2 separate regions of the Gossypium arboreum genome follow, and region 2 is linked to region 1. A link is a contact called in public Hi-C data. All regions are on one chromosome and are shown on one strand. Each heading gives the region's core, a stretch centred on a gene start, on an enhancer-like site or on the middle of the called end of the contact. The rest is flanking DNA. Distances are from core to core; before and after follow the strand shown. Region 1 holds the start of LOC108458297. Region 2 holds the start of LOC108458451 (purple acid phosphatase 22-like).

Region 1 (3,825 bases), core at 632-3,131:
GTGCTTAATTAGTTGTTTGTGAGCTAAATTCTTAAATCTGGCCTAAAAATGGAACTGATATATACTTCTACTGCATGGCATATTCCTATAAGAATAGATCATAGGTCACTTACTATATTTGTAGACCATGTTACAGATTCCAGACTCTTTAGCTCAAATATGGATCTAAGCCAAAGGTTATGGACTCAAAAATATATATATATATATATAATTGCAATGCCAAATTGCAGATTCAATTCAAAAGTCATAAATTAACCATATGCTACCAAGCATAAAGGATACAACTCGACACCGCTCAATAGCATCCCAAAAAGACCAATCATCGAAACCACTTCGATTCGGTCTTTCTTCTTAACACAAAATTCCTGCAATTTAGAAATGAAAAAGCAGATAGCTAAGACAAATAATCTTGAGGTTGCCATTAGATACAGAACTAATGGTGTAATAGTTCAATAGATTCACCAACCTCACCAACATTGCTCATGGCAAAGAAGAGAGTGCCAGCAATTACTAGTGCATCTCCAAGAATTGGTTTCGAACCACCTGCATGTGCAGAGAAACAAGTACTTCACTCCGGAAAATTCGAATGACTTCCAGTAATGGCGTGCTGTTTACGAATTAAAACATCCATAAAGAAACAGAGTTCCATAACTATAAGAATATCTTCTGCATTAGACCAGAATGTTACCTCCACCACCCACCCCTGCATCGGAGAGGAGCACTAGACCAAGGCCAAGCACACAAAGAGCAGCACCCCCTAGCTGCAATAAAGAATATCTAGTGCCTATGAAGAAATATGTGAGAAATATTGCCCATACGATGGTCCAGCAGTCCAACAGTGTCACACTAGTGATTGAGGAGAACTGGAAGGCTTTGTTAACTGCAAAAGAAAAAAAAGGGAAAAAGGAATGGCTCTTTTGTCACGGTAATTTTTGCAGTAACATATCAGACATATTCCACTTTCTTTTTTCCCCCAGTTAAGAACATGTTTTTGGGAGATCATGTTATGAGATATTAGTGACTACTACAGACTCACCAAGATAATTCCCTTGAACATCAACAAAGCCGAGGGCGAGATACCAATACCAAGGAATCTGCAAACAGAACAGGATTGAAGTATCAAGGAATCCTTTTGAATATAAGATTAGTGGAGTTGATAAGTGATTACCCTTAGCTTTTGACCCCTATAGAGCAAGATGCTACCATAAACCACAGCTAAAGCGAAGTAAGTGAAGGAAGTCTGAGTGATAGGCGCATCCACACCTAGACAAAAAGCCAACACACTGATGAGCAAACAAAGAATATAAAATTCCAAATTCATCTGAATATTTTTCATAACCAGAAGCAAGTTAAGAGTAGAGGGTTAAGTTGAGCTTACCAAGACTGGCTATCAAAGAAGAAGTAAAGCTCATAAGTGCAAGAACGAAAGAAACAAGTTGGCCCAGAAAAAGTCTGAACAAATTCTTCAAAGTTACTTGAGTTTTGAACCAGTTGCCGACACTACTCCAGCTCATTTTTTGTTTGTCAAAAAAATCGTTTGATAAAATTTGTTCTTCAAGTACACAGATCGTCAAAAAGGGAATGGGGTAACATTCATGTCAACATCAAAGGATTTTAAAGCTTTCTTCTTCTGTTTTTTTCCTTTATTTAATTATTGTCAGGTTTTGTTAAAAGAGATCTGCATCTAGGCGTAGCTACCATTCCAGGGTCATTTCCTTCGTAGTTGGACTGTTGAGACCACGTTCCTAATAGCTTCCACACCTCACCCAACGGTTACCGTTGGTAGTTGAAAGTTATCGTCTTTTTGCTCCCACGTGACACTCTCCACCGTGTCCGATGTCTTTTCAGATCTGATTTAGCTTATGAAGTCATACTTGGCGCCTGTCCAATTCCATTTGTTTTTTTTTTTAATTATATAAGGATAATTAATTTTTAATTTTGATCCTATACTTTTTTAAATTTGAGATTTAATTTTTATATTTCAATTCTGAAATAATTCGGTACCTCAACTCTTATAATTTTATTAATTAGTTGAAATTTGTTATCCCAATTAAAATGTTAATGTTAAACTTTAAGACTTATTGACACTGTTAATATTCCTATTAAATTTAAATTCATTATGATGTTATTTTGTTACATGTATATAAATTTAACAATATATAGACCTGCATTTTAAACTAAAAATAAAAGAATTGAAAATAAAATAAAAATATAAAACCTTTAAATTTCTAACTTAAACAAATAAATATTTAATCCCACATTCAATAATGAATCCCACCAAAAAAGCAGAACACTACGATATACATGTCTACAAAATATAAGAAAATTGGTAATTGAATAAGGGGTTATTTTGTGTGTGTGTGTGAGAGAGAGAGCTAATTGAAGTTGTTTTTAAAGAATTGAACAAGTTTTTAAGTGTATAAGGTTTGTTATTTTATTATATATCTCCGGATTAAAATATGATGCTTCCTTAAATATTATTTGTGATTAATTCTTACTATATATGTTTTTTCCTGTTAGTTTTATAATTTATGTTAAGCAAGTTTAGTTTTGGGGTTGTTTAAGAGTGCAAGTGCCTAAGACCTAAAGTTAAAAGGGCTCAAAAACCATATTTCAAGAATGGGCTTGATGTTAAGAATTCGTGATTGTTTTCTCTAATAATCATTCTCTTCTTGAGAATACAATATGACTTATTATTATACTCAATACTTGTTAGCTTTATTATCATTATTATGTTAACATGCAACATTAATATATAATATTTTTTTATTTATATGTTAAAAAAGTTCTTAAGAAAATGTGAAAAATCAATTAAGTCCCTGTATTAAAATTGCACTCAATTGAACCTCTGTCGTTAACTAAAATAATCAATTAAGCCCCTCCATTAATGATTTCTGCCATTGACTATGTTGACTGTTAAAATAAATCGACAAACCAATTAGATGTTGACACACTTTAACTTTTAGTTTAATCTAATATTTTCCCACAAAAAATCATAAAAATCAGAAAAATATTAAAACTTAAAATCAATATAAACTTATAAAAATAATAAAAATAATAAAAATTGTAAATATTAAAATATATAAACTATAATAAATTATAAAAATTTTACAAAAGTAATAAAACATGTATAAAATATTTAAAATTTTATTAAAACATATAAAAATTCTTTAAAACCCAAAAAAGAGAAAAATATAAAAATTATTAGAAATAATAAAAATTATTAAATATTAAAAATATTAAAAAATCATAAACCTTGTAAAGATTATAAAAATCTAATAAATTTTAATAAATTATTAAAATATATATAATTAATAAGATATATTTAAAATATTACAAAACTTATAAAAATTTATAAATACTTATAAATAATATAAAATTCTAATAAATTATTAAAATATTAAAATATTAAAAAATTATATAGACATAGTCATTTAAATCCTTAAAATCACAATGAACACATAACACCACACCAATCATTGGTAATAGGAATAGTCATTAGATCGTTAAGGTCATTTTCATGTTGAACAATAAGTTCTCGATATTCCAAAAATAAAACAATAATTGAGAGACCCTCTCTTTTTTATTGATAAACTATTACTTTTATTTTATAATTTTTATCTCCAAATTTTTAAGTACAGTAGAGTATTTTAGACCTTGAAAAGTTGAAAATCGTTTGCTTAGTATTGTATGGTATAAAATATTTTTGGTACAATTAGATACTATCAAACTAAAATTTCATTATCCAACTACTAGCATATGTCAATATTAAATACTCCGACCAAGATTTTCGGAACCAAATCGGTGGTTGAACTAGTCAGGCCA
Region 2 (3,825 bases), core at 463-2,962, 180 kb after region 1:
TGTCGACATGCGATAGAGTTGAGGCAGTCCATTCTGTTTGTCCAAGATCACCTGTAAAACAAGTTTAATTAATTAAATGTTAATTTTCATCATATAATAAGTTTTGTTTTTGTGATAAAAGAAACATGCAAGGAATCATCTGTTCTTCTATGGTTAGAAGTTTGATGGGTATATTAAATTAATATTATTAAACCTTTGTGGAAAACATAAAAGTAAAACAAACTAAATAGGTTTTAGTGAATCATGGCGCAAACACAACAATCCTATATAAGGACATGGATAATTCAAAGCATATAATTTGTCTTCATATATAAGAATTCTTACTTTTAAGGAAGAAAAAAACAAAAAAGGCTGACATATGTTTAAGATAAGGCATACATATAAATTAGCTAAGCAATCAGATCATATTGGTTATTCAATCACTGATCTGATTTTTACATCATTACAACAAATATATAAGATGGGTTCCCAAGCAATGTAAGCTAAACCCTAAACTTGCTAGGCTAAGCCTTACTAGCCAAGTAACTCATGTACAAAGTGTGCACTTTTGGTTAAACCGTGTTGGGGCCGGGCCTTTGCTTTTGCTTAAATTAGTCAAGAATTTGAGGATTCATTCTTTTTAACATGTAATGGCGAGATTGTTAAGCATATAGGAACTTACCAACCACAACAAATTCAATGGGAAAAATTTGTGGAGGTGTCCTGAATGAAAATTCAGGGCTATGACCACCACACCTATAGTAATAAGTGGTTGCTGGCTCCAAGGGTCCAATTTTAACATGATGTATCTTACCGGAACTGTAAAAGAAGTAATGATATGAGGTATGGTTTCCTACAGCCATTGCCTCATATTTCCCTGAGACCTTCCCATATTCGACCTTCGACGCCACGTCTTTCTCATCTGTAACCCAACTGATTCTCATGTATTCTTTGCCTGCAAGAGAAGCATGTACCTACAATAGTTCACAACAAAAAATTAAGTAAAAAAAAAAAAAACAGTTTGTTTTTCGAAAGCAAAGTGGATAAGAAAACAGTGGTTCCAAATGTTGACCTGCTGAGGGTCGGATTTGGATCGGAGGTGGAGAGCGACAACGACTTTTCCGGGTGGCTGTCGGATGTAATCGTCTTGCAAACCGGCCGAAAGTGAGGGTTGTAAAGGGAATAAGAAGAAGGTGCATGTTAAAAGGAGAGGGAAGAAATGAGGGTTTTGCCATATTGGGTTCTCCATTTTTTGCAGTTTATGATTGGATGAAGTTGGGAAAGACATGAAGAGGGATGGAGGTTTATAATAAGAAGAAGGGGTCCTTGGAGCGCTAGGTTGAATCTTGAAAATATGTAAAAAATTAGGTTGCAATGGCGTCAAGGAAGTCACTTGGAATCCTTTTGGATATGCTTGCAGCAATGGCGAGATTTTTAAAAAAATGGAAAAGAAAAAAAAACTCAGCATCCCATAAATACATAAATAACTAAAGTTCTAATCTATTTATGCTCGCTTTACAATAAAGTAATTAAGGTACTGATTGTTGACAAAACCCTCCCAATCATCTAAGCAACAGGACTAGGTTTTCCTCGTTAGAATATGACATTTTGTCACCTCAAACTTAGCCCATATATGCGAATATATAAATCTATAGAACATGGTTGAAATTAAATCTGCTTATGACATTACATAGATTAAAGACTAACAGCTGGTTGGCTTCTGACAACCTTTCAGTTTTCAGAGCTTAAAGAATCTTGGAACTTCAATTAAAGCTTAATCAGGTTTACAAGTAATTGCAGGATATATAGGAATATGCTTTGCAAAATACCCTCCATAAAACAATCTGCCTTCAATGGGGACCACTTATTCCTCCATTTTTTAGTTTTATAAGAAATTTTTCAATGAGCTATTGGTTATCAATAATGCAAGTTTTCTTTTGGGATAATGTTTATTTGTTTCTTTTCTCATTATTATTACTAATTATTCATCATTTTCACAATTAATTTTCAAATTTTAATCAAATTCTTTTAGACGAAAATTTAATGTTGTTTAAATGGGACCGGACAAATCAGTTGAGCCAGAAACTAGTCGGGATATTGGTATAGAGGGGTTTTGAACTAGTTGACTTGAAAATCGATAAGGATCTATTGAATTAGACAAAAAACCAGTTGAGCCAAGTGGTTGAACCAGTTAAATAATTTTTTTTATTTTTTGTTATTTTTTTGAATTTTAATATTTTTAATCCGATTGGTTGAAACAATCGGATTGATGAACTAGTGACTTGACTAATTCGACCACTGTTACAATTTAAAAAACAATGATGTTATCGAATCCACGAACCAGTGGCCTGATGGTTCAACTATCAATCTAATTTAAAAAAATATTACTGTTAAAATTTTAATGTGTTGAGATGACAATTTGCATGATGATCTTTGTATACTTCATCAAAGTTTAAAAATATACATAAAAATCATTCAAAACTTCAAAAATATTCATACAAAATTTTAAAAAAAAATTATTCACATCAACAACAAAATATATATCTACCATCACATGAGTTACCATGTTCACATTTTTAAAATTTTAAAATCTAATGGAAACTCTTTCATTATAAAAATGCAATTTAACTAATTTTTTAAGATCCGAGGCTAAAGAATAAAAAAAAGAAAAAAAAAATTATTAAAAACTAAATTTATTACTGTTAATTTAAAAAAAAAAAGCATGCTCCGATTTGAAAATGTGGTATGGGTTGCAAATGATCAAATGATTTATTAAATGTCAATTTTAAGTGTTTTGGTTTTTAAAGAGCACAAATCATAAATAATATATATATTATCAAAATTAACTTAATAGAAAGCATAATAAATTAAAACAATAATATATCTAAATTTAGAATAGAATGATTTGAATAGAATTTACATATAATAAGATTTAAATTAAAAAAAAATTTGAAAGAGAATTCATGTATAACATTTGAAACTTGAGTTTAAACACTCGAAATCTCCATAACTAAATTAGACATATATTAAAGAAAAAATCATGAGAAACAAGATATTAATTACATTTAGGAAAATTTTAAAAGGAGCTCATTAAAATAAGCTTCCCATGCGGTTGGAAGAATATGAACCATTAGACCAAAAAGCAATTGACCTAAATTAATGAGGAAAATACACCTTACAATTTTAAGAAATTAAATAATTCATTGAAAATGAAAGAAAAACTTAAAATTAAGTAATTTGTTAAGCATGAAAGAAATACATAAAATTTGAAAGGATTTGTAATATAAAATAGAATTACTTAAAACATGAAAAGGTTTGCTGAGAATGTTTCTAACAAATTAAGTAATTGGTAGAACATGAAAAGAATTTAAGAAATTAAGTAATGAAATTAATGATTATTTAAAACATATAATTAATCATATAGATTTAGTAATTGGCTGATAGTGATTAATAGTCTGTTTTAATTTGGCTACTAGAGGCTACCATCCATATATATACAGACGTATATGGCAGATGTAAGTAAGTGTATTTTCTGTAATCTTTAATGAAATTATCTCAAAGTTGATTCTTTCTCTCTATTTTTTATTCTTGATTTTTGTTCTATCAAATTTGTTTTCCCATTATTCTACCTTCTTTCTCTTTACTTCTTGCTTATTGTGGTTCATTCATGGAGATTTAGCTCCTGTAACATTGTATCAAAGCTAGTTTCATGAAGCTTCGAAGTTATTGAAGATGGTTCAAACTCAAATTAGTACAGAATTAGGTGCAGATCGATAGTCTTCCCTGAAGGTCAGTCACATATTTTTCTAACGAGAAGGTCAAATTGTACATGCTAATACTACTTTC

The links. A called contact is a pair of places that touch in the nucleus more often than the background predicts.
Region 2: a contact with region 1 is called in a Hi-C map of leaf, with 5 times the contacts expected there. The contact joins the promoter of LOC108458451 here to the promoter of LOC108458297 in region 1. A contact is called at or near these places in 2 of 5 Hi-C or Micro-C datasets (both in leaf).

Annotation. Positions count from the first base shown.
Region 1 is chr4:79,976,881-79,980,705 of ASM2569848v2, forward strand. It overlaps LOC108458297, which reads right to left and starts at 1,882. Exons shown (of 12, transcript XM_017757644.2): 1 at 1,379-1,882; 2 at 1,169-1,263; 3 at 1,037-1,094; 4 at 689-880; 5 at 467-543; 6 at 283-365; 7 at 114-165. The coding sequence starts at 1,514.
Region 2 is chr4:80,154,161-80,157,985 of ASM2569848v2, forward strand. LOC108458451 (purple acid phosphatase 22-like) reads right to left here and starts at 1,713. Exons shown (of 5, transcript XM_017757857.2): 1 at 1,052-1,713; 2 at 794-953; 3 at 1-51. The coding sequence starts at 1,447.